Regions from separate parts of the Mus musculus genome. Here region 1 is linked to region 2. A link is a contact called in public ChIA-PET data. All regions are on one chromosome and are shown on one strand. Each heading gives the region's core, a stretch centred on a gene start, on an enhancer-like site or on the middle of the called end of the contact. The rest is flanking DNA. Distances are from core to core; before and after follow the strand shown.

What was found. ChIA-PET counts read pairs in DNA pulled down with a chosen protein or histone mark.
Region 1: an RNA polymerase II ChIA-PET map of memory CD8 T cells shows a contact between it and region 2, with 39 read pairs. The contact joins two enhancer-like sites. A contact is called at or near these places in 3 of 484 Hi-C or Micro-C datasets (B cells, forebrain and mammary gland), 2 of 115 datasets of contacts at active chromatin or transcription factors (embryonic stem cells and memory CD8 T cells) and 1 of 9 other capture datasets (embryonic stem cells).

Annotation. Positions count from the first base shown.
Region 1 is chr14:121,551,227-121,555,947 of GRCm38.p6, reverse strand. Dock9 (dedicator of cytokinesis 9) reads left to right here. Exons shown (of 54, transcript NM_001081039.1): 50 at 622-832. Among named protein-coding and RNA genes, the nearest start is that of Slc15a1, 48 kb to the right of the region's middle. Within about 2 kb of position 3,152, at least 29 of the 459 cell types and tissues checked have an H3K27ac peak or open chromatin away from gene starts, as enhancers often do. A contact at or near this core is called in memory CD8 T cells, where this site is marked.
Region 2 is chr14:121,258,746-121,263,326 of GRCm38.p6, reverse strand. The region is part of intron 16 of Farp1 (FERM, RhoGEF (Arhgef) and pleckstrin domain protein 1 (chondrocyte-derived)); the gene reads right to left. Among named protein-coding and RNA genes, the nearest start is that of B930095G15Rik, 12 kb to the right of the region's middle. Within about 2 kb of position 1,891, at least 39 of the 459 cell types and tissues checked have an H3K27ac peak or open chromatin away from gene starts, as enhancers often do. A contact at or near this core is called in memory CD8 T cells, where this site is marked.

The DNA.
Region 1 (4,721 bases), core at 1,903-4,402, 290 kb before region 2:
AGAGAGGGAGCAAGGGACAAAAGAAAAAAAGAGTCATTTAAATGTGAGGTGTCATCATTGGTTAGACTCTGTCCATATAGACACTTCTGAGGGAATTAGATGCCTGAGTAGAATTAGTGTTGTATAATACCATAATGTTTATAGAAGAAAGTGGTCTCAGTTTTAGGAAAAAGTAGGTGGTATGTCGTAATGTGTAGGGTTTACTTGGTATGTGCTTACATTTATGATGCATGTATACATGTGTGTATGTATATATATATATATATATATATATATATATATATATATATATACTTAAAAATGTCTGAAAGCAAGGTCTATTGACACATGGGTGAATATGTTATGACAAAACCCATTACCTTGCTTGCCAACCTAAAAAAATCAATTTAAAACTGTCTCCACACATTTGTGTGTGCATACGTACATGTATGTGTAAACAAATCTTCTTGAAACAAATACAGCAATATGGTAGCCACGTTGATCCTGGTGGTAGATACATGGGCGTTCTTTTACTACTTTTTCCAGCCTTTCTAAATTTTTCTCCAAATGTTTTCTAGTTAGAAGTTTAGCCTGGGGAGGTGCCCAGGGATAGCGCCTCACTTGTTGCTTATTGCATTAAAGGTCAACCCGAAGGATCTGGACTCCAAGTTTGCCTACATCCAGGTGACCCACGTGACCCCATTCTTTGACGAAAAGGAGTTACAAGAGAGGAGAACAGAGTTTGAACGATGTCACAACATCCGGCGCTTCATGTTTGAGATGCCCTTCACCCAGACCGGGAAGAGGCAGGGTGGCGTGGAGGAGCAGTGTAAGCGGCGGACCATCCTGACAGGTGAGCGTCCCCTCTCCCAGCACACAGCTCTTCCAGAGTAGGGATGTGTGGTTACTAAGAATAAACCAAAGGCACTGGCTCAGTGGCTGAAAGCACTTTCTGTTCTTCTACAAGGCCTAAGTTCAGTTCCCAGAGCACCCATGGTAACTTAACAAACTCCAGTCCAAGAGTCTGAGGGGTTTGACACCCTCTTCTGCCTTCCTCTGGCACTGGGCATGCACAAAGTGCACATACATACATACAGGCAGACAAAAGAGTCATAAAAATGTATGTAAAAATAAATAAATCCTAAAGAATTCAAGTAAGCAAACCCAGGATATGAGCAGAGAAATGGCCCAGCAGTTAAGCGTGCCTGGCCTTGTCAGATACAGATGTGCTCATAGACACACTCACTCATAGACACACACATGCATACAAATACACACATGTGCATGTACACTTACACGTGGTCAAGGTAAAAACAAAGTTAAAAATAAGCTCAAGACATCACCATACAGCATATATATATGTATTTTTTTTTTACAGTTTATGTGAGAGAAATGAGATGAAGGTTTTAAAACACACAGAAACTTAGATTTGTAAAGTTTCCCCCTTTAAGAAGGTGTGTAATGCATTAGCCACATTGCCATCACAGGGATGCCCCTCTTTTAGCACACGTTTGGCTTCCCTAATGTGCACCTGAGTGGCAGATCCTCACCAGCTAAGAAAATTATTTCCAGATGATACATTCTTGTGATTATCAGTTTTGGTGCTATCTGTACAGCGATAACCTCACTTTTGGTTTCTTAAATCAGCATTTCTCAGAGTGTTCCGGAGCCACCAAGGTCAGCCACTCCTGGGAAGCTGAACTGAAGACTCCCAGGCTCTACCCACCCCACCCCCTAAATCTGCTGAATCAGAAACTAGGGATGATACCCAGGCTCCTGTGCCTGCAAGCACTCCTGGGTGTCTGGGTGCATGCTTAGAGCTGGGAACTCTGGGTATTTGCTTTTATCATGAATCTTGATTCATAACAGGGTGTTTTCCCTGGGCACATACTCTTCCCTGGGCACATACCCAGTTGGTTACTCTTATGGTTCACATTTGATACAGAACCATTTTAGATTAGATAAAGAATGTGAGCAGAGCTCTATCACCACAACAGAGGACAAAGAGTAACTGGCTTCAAAAAGAGGCACAGCAGCCACAGCCACATTGATTCTGAGAACAGCTAGTCAGTTACCACACCTTATGGGCTAAGGAAGTTAAGTGCCTGGCATGGGGCTCCTACAGACCTGGGTCACTGTCTCACTGTGAGAATTTGGAGAGATTTCCAAGCATCCCTGTGCCTTCATCTCATTGTGTTAAATAATCCTGTAAAGTACAGATATGAGGGGAGAGAGTGAGCTTGGGGTGGCAGACCTCACCCACCATTGAACTTTACCTTTAGGTGAACAAAAGGGAAGCATGTCAGAGATGGACAGTGTAGCCAGAGACAGTGTAGCCAGAGACAATGTAACCAGACACAGTGTAGCCAGAGATGGTGATGTAGTCAGAGGCAGAGTAGCCAGAGACAGTGGTTTAGCCAGAGATAGTGTAGCCAGAGACTATAGTATATAGTATATAGTATATAGTATAGTCAGATACAGTATAACCAGAGACATTGTAGCCAGAGACAGTGGTATAACCAGAGATAGTGGGTAATCAGAGACAGTGGTGTAATCAGAGATAGTGTAGTCAGAGATAATGTAACCAGAGACATTGGTGTAAACAGAAACAGTGTAGTCAGAGACAATGTAGCCAGAGACAGTAGTGTAACCAGGAACAGGTTTAAGGTTTGTGCTGAAATACCTAAATGTGTGGAAAGGATAGTGAACCAAGACAGAGTTAGACAAAACTTTTTATATAAAAGCTACTGACCGCAAGTACTCCCCCCATAGCAAACCTTTAAAGAAACACACACTGCTTTGGAGACTTTGAACTAGAATTTATTTCTCTTCAGCTACTCAGCCTCTGGTTCCTTCCACTTGATTACTGCAAACCTGACCTATGACCTAGCAAGTTGTAGGGGAGCCCTGGCCCTCTGTGCCCTCTGTACACAGAAGGTTTACCCTTCTGCACAGTTCCCAGTTGGTGACTCTGATCCAGGTATCTGAAAAAACTTTCTAGTTGCCCCCTCCCAGACCTCCCTCCTTTCTTCTCCTGCTCTACTCGGATTGAAAACACTTTCTGTTCACCCCCGGCTGTTGTACACTTGACACACACATTCTCTGTCTTCCTGAAGGGCCACACACCAGTGCACGGGGCTTGTGTATAACTACATAGTGGCTTCTTCCGGTCCCCACCTGACTCTCCACCTTCCAGGGCCACTTTGTTCTTCCACATAGTCTTTGAGGTGGTGATGCACACTACAGAGAGGCATGTTCCCCAAAATGAGGTCTGTACCCTTGTGCCCCTCACATCTCAGCTAGAGAAGACAGCAGACAGTCAGCATGGGATGTTAGCGCATGTCCCACTTTTGACAGATGCCAAGGAGATTGGAAACATGGAGTATGAGGGCAGGATACAGTTTAATGGGGTGATGGGGTGGCTCTCACTGAGAATGTGACATTTGAGTCAAAGCTTGAAGGAGATGAGGGTGGCCAGAAGGTCTGGAGCCAGGGAGTATGAGGGAAAGGAAACAGGGTGAGGCCAGCAAGAATACCAGGGCACTGGGACCTGCTAGACATGGGCACAGACCTGGAGTTTTCTCCAAATAGTATCCTGCCTTTGACCCCTTGAAGTCTAGTTCCCATCTAAGAAGCAATAGTCAGGACCTAACCCTGAGTAGGACTGGTGAATCATGGATGCCTCACACGCCAAGCCTGGAGTTGGGACTTTCTCTCTAAAGTAATAGCACCACCTCGCCAGTCACGTGCAAGGACAGCTGAGGTCAGAGTACCGCTTCCCTGGCAGTGGGCAGTGATGCTCAGCTCGTTTTTTATAAGAGAGAGAGGAAGACACCTTTGTGCAAGGGTCTGTCAGCCCCACTATTGCCATGTAAAAGCCGTTGTATCCACGAGAACACTAAAGAAATTCCAGAAAAGGTCCCTAGACTAACTAAAAACGTTTCTGAAACTAGAATGTGACCATTGAGGACATCTTTCCAGCTTTGCCCAGTCCCTGACGCCTCTGAGGACGGGCAGCTGGCCCTATATACCTGTGATAAGCATGCCTGAATAAACTCTCCCTAGCCATTTACTAAAGATTTCAAATACAACTTCTCTCATCTTTTGCTTATAAAATAAAATAAGGGGGCCAGCTATAGTGGTGCACACCTTTAATGCCAGCACTCCAGACGCAGATATCTGTGAGCCCAAAGTCAGCCTGATCTGCATAGTAAGTTCTAGGCCAGCCAGGGCTCTGAAGTAAGAGCCTGACCCACCAAAAAAAAAAAAAAAGTCCTGGAAGATGGTTCAGTGAGTAACAGCAGCCATCATATAGGCTTAATGACCTCAGTGGCCCATGGATCCCACAAGGTGGAAGGAGAGAACTGACTCCCAAGTATACAGAGGAACACACATACTGTGGTATGTGCACCTTCACACAGTTAAAATATATAAACTTTTTAGGTCATGTGTGTATATCTAATGGCAAATGAGAGTATTACAGGTGTTCCTGCAAGAAGATAGAAATGCGAAATGTGAATTAGAGCCTAACATTCACACCATTTATTTATTAATTCATTTGTTTATTTATTAAGGATGTATGTGAACTGCCATGGAGGTCCTCTTACTCGCTGAGCCATCTCTCTGGCCTCCCACTGTTTTAGTTAGTAGTAGTAGTAGTAGTAGTAGTAGTAGTAGTATTCATTGTTAAACTGATTGATGTTGATATGGTCAGATAGCTTGTTAAAAATAAGAACAGTATT
Region 2 (4,581 bases), core at 642-3,141:
CCCAGTTGTCCTTTCACTCCCACAGTCATCTTGGGTACTGACAAATTAACAGAGACACCAGACTCTTTAGGCACGAGTCACCCTTGTCGGGGGAAGCGGGGGCTTATGCGCTTTTCAAAAGTAGAGTGCTGTGAAGGTCAGGGAGATGGGGGCAGGGTGTACATGTGTGCACATGTGTGCAAGTGTGGACAGGATCGCTCAACATGGACCACAGGGGATGGCTGCTTCTTTCGAGAGAGGGTGGGGAGTGAAAGTGGCCGCTTTGGAGCTGAGAGCCTCTCTGCTGACTAGCTGTGTGGGGTACATCCAAAGGCCTGCAGCTTCGGGAAGGGGTTCGTTTCTAGAGCTGTCCCATGCAGGCCTCATATTCAGTCTCAGGCCACAGGAAGAGATTAAACTTAGCCTCAAAGCTGTCACCACAGGAAGTGCAGCATCTGCAATGATGGCTAGGACACCAGAGGGAGGTGCAGAAAGGTCTGCTTGCTCCTCTGAGCTACTGAGAACTAACCCTCTCCCTCCCTCCCCCCACCCTCATCTGCTGATCAGGCAGACAGACACAGGAGAGAAAGGCCCTCAAGAATGAGGAACAGGGTGTTCAGAATTCAGATCAAAACCTAGTGTTGGGCCACCCAACGCATCTGACTGGACTCAAAGAGCTGAGGTCTCCTCTGGGCCTAAGTAGGAATTTATCTTTAAACTAGTGTAGGCCTGGTGTAAACGCTGACTGGATATAAAGGACAATTCTGCTTTTTGAGGCTTTGTGATGGTGAGGGAAAGTAATTTGAGACAGCATACAGACAGCTCAGAGAGGGCAAGGGGAGCCAGCGGCAGGCAGGGCAGTACCATGAGCAAGGTGCTGCTCTTTCTTCCGCTGGCCCTGCAGGTCCCTGCCATTTTCAAACTTGGAGAATCTGTCTCTGGACAGGTTCTCCGTCTACCTTGGAGGTGGGGTAGCTGTGTGTTGGATGGAGCGTCCGCCCATCCCAAGGTGGCTTTCTCTGAGTGTGTTTGAACAGCTGAGTAAGCAGGACTTTGCTTTCAAAAGGAAAAAGAAAAAGAGCGTTCCAGCCCCATCGCAGAACTCATCAGTCAAGTTACTGTTCTGTTCTGAGGAAGGCGTACGTCGGCTTGGGCCAGCTCTGTGCAGCCTTAGGCCTTCATCCTCTGCTTGGGTATGTTTGCATGGCGCAGAGGGACAAGGGTGTTAACAGACTTGGGGTGGCCGAAGCATTCCAGCAAACCTCCTGATCTGAGTTCTGCCCTGGGTTTCCCCACCGTTGACAGGTCTACAGTCCCCTGTGGGCCTGCCAAGGGGGAACCACACCTGCATCGAATCCGAGGAACTTCTCATGCAGCAAAACTTTCTATTTCTTTCTTTTAACAATAATAACTGGAAACAGCAATGGACTGGGCATGGTGGCACCTGATTTAATCCCAGCACTCTGAAGGCAGAGGCAGGGGGATCCCTGTGAGTTTCAGGCCAGGCCAGCCTGATCTACAGAGCAAGTTCCAGGAAAAACCAAAACCAAAACCAAACCAAATCAAATCAGAAGAAAACTGCCAAAGCCAGAAAATAGCAAGGAATAAAATCTACAGTTTGACACCAGAACAGGACACTGCTGGTTTGTTTTCACGTGACACAGAGCATGCTCAACTAGAGGGGAGGGAGGGAGGCCTGCACAGGAAATTTATCAAGCCAGCAAATCTAAGAGTGTTTCGAATTCAGTTAACTTTTTAGAACGCTTACTTAGGTTCTTACCAGGAGATGGCTCAGTGGGAAATCAGTGGCTGCCAAGCCTGAAGTTTAATTCCCAGGGTCCATGGGGTTTTGTGTGTGTGTGTGTTTTCTTTTTAGCCGGAAGTGGCTGCTTACATCTGCCCATCCCAGCATGCCTGTGGCAAGATGGGAGGTGCAGGCAGCAGAATCACCCAGAAGCGTGTGGGCCAGAGCCTGGAGTGTGCAACACAACAGAAACAAGAGACCCCACTGCAGCAAGATGGCAAGAACCAACCCCCAAAGTTATCCTCTGACCTGCACATACCTACCTATCACACATATACACAAAATCAAATCAAAATCCCAAACCTATCAGCTTTCCTCCTTTCTGTGTGGGGCACAGAGGTGGAGCCGGTTGCCAACACTCGATCTTTACATGTATGAAACAGTCCTGTGAGGGGTACCTTCCGACTCACAGTTTACAGGTGAGCAAGTACCGCTCAGCCACGGACGGCTGGATGTCTACCTCAGATTCTGCTGTGATCCAGGGCTTCGTCTGTGTGTGCTAGCAAAGTGTTCTACAACAGTCACTTCGTTTCTTAACTACCTTAATTAACATGAGTTAATTAACCTGTGTTTCCCAGGCATCCTCCTTCCTTTACTTCTTTCGTTTGTTTCCTATGTGATAATACATAGAAGCATAAACCTTTACCTAAGCTTTCTCTCTGTCTGTAGTTGCGCAAACTCCCTTCCTAATAAACTCAGCGGTAGCCCATTCTTCTCACTGACTGTAATCAGGCCACAGTTGCCTGCTTTATGTAGGCATTACTGTCCCATATGTCCTCCAACGCCAGGCTAGAAGCAGGGTTCTGTGCCTCTCTGGGACATTGAACCCTCCTTTGCAGACCCTTGGCCCACTGCCTTCTGTGAGCAAAGCCCAAGCCACAGAGTCACTAATTACACTAGTCGGCTTCTTGATCCTACCACAGAATACCAGGGACGAGCTACCCATAAAGAGAAGAAGGTTTACAGAGCTCAAAGCCTTCCTGGTTCAAGCAGCCCCGTGGCCATGGTGTTGCGCGTTGGGTAGGAAGGCTGGTGGTAATGGTGTGATTGCTTGTTTTAACAAGGACTCACACTTCGAGCCAGGAATCTGAGAAGACAGGCCCCGTCCCATAATCTCCCTCGGGGCCGCTCCTCCTGAAGCTCCACAGATCCTCTTTAAGAGTTAGTTTGGGGGATCAGTCCTTTAGCAAACAGAACCACAGTCCGTGCCCTTCACGCATGGAACTCATCGTGCTTGCACACAGAATAAAGAAGTGCAATTCAATTCACTCTGTGAAGCGCAAACCAAAGACTCCTATGTTCAGTATTTACCATTTACTGGGCAGAGGTGCCAGCTGTTCCCCAGAGCAGTTACCCCGAGAAGTACCCGAAAAATAAAAATTTCAAGGTCTCAACTCCAAAGTCCAAACTAAACAGGGCTGACAGCAGCCTAGCAATCTGCATTTTTCAAATCCCTCCATGGCTTTCAAGTACAGCCAGGGATGGAGTTTGCAGCACAGATAACTAACTACTTTCTGGAATGGATAGGCACCCTCTGCTGGAGCGACTTAGAGTTGCAGCACTCCCCACTATGAGCTGCTCTGCTGGGCTTTATTGGAAAATCATTGAGAAGACAGGTCCTGGTACAAAGAAGACAACAAGCAGCTCACCAGTCTCAGAGGGCTAGCCTACGGGTACCAGAAAAGCCTGCCATGTGTTCGAGGCCGAGGTCCCTTTATTTTTTCCAGTCATTTCATTTTGAATGGCATACGACCTCATTGCAATCTTCCTGCCTCCATAGGTAGCGACACTGAAGAATGCAAAGCTCCCTCTTGAAGCCTTTTCCTTAAACTTGGCTCCTGCTAAAGAGGCTGGCCCCCCCATATCCCCATCCTCAGCAAGGCTGGGGTCTGTTAGTAAAGCTGGCCAGTCCCTCCCCACAAGGAAAGGACATTATATACGCTAATGCACTTAGAGATTGGAGTGCTCATGCCGGCTCCGCACAGCGGTCTACGAATCAGGCGTGGGGCTCTGCTTTTATATTACAGTGATATTCGACGGCCTTAGTCGGAACAGCCAGAGATAGCAGCCTCAGCGTGGGCTCCATCAGGACCTCACTGGCACTGAATGTCCCCCTCCCTCCCCACCACTTCCAGTCAGAAAGCAAGGAGGGCACAGCACCGATCTGCTGCTGCAGGAGCACAGGAGCAAGCCTTTGTTATCTTTTTTTGCTGCACTTTCAAATGTGTATGTGGTAGACAATCAGCCCCCTGATGTGTGTGACTGATGTGAGCTCCAAGGGCCTTAAAAAGGCCCACAAATTTTTTTTTTTCTATAAAAGCTTCTATTTTAGGTAAAGTTACATCAGATTTTCCATTCTACAGTAAACAAAAATTTTCCAGCTTTTTTTTTTTTTTTAATACTGTCACCTTCATTCCCATCTTAGGGTTTTATTTGGTATTTAGTGGATTTTTGGGAGGGTATTTACTTAAGGATTGTTTCACCCACTCTCCCACAGACGGATATTTAGATCACACTTATGTTTTAGTTCTGTGTTGGATGTCTTTGCTCATGCCATTTTGTGATATTAAAATATACCCTTATGGGGCTGTAGAGGTGGGTCAGCAGTTAAGAGCACTTGCTGGGCAGCCATGGCGACTGGAGCTCAGATCCCAGCACCCAGGTAATGTCAGGTTGGTTCTTACATGCCTCAAACTCCCAGCTCCAAGGGACCCTCCGCTGTCTTCTGGCCTCCATTTGCTGACAGGTGAGCACACCTGTACACACACATGCACATACACTCCTGTAAGCATGTGCCT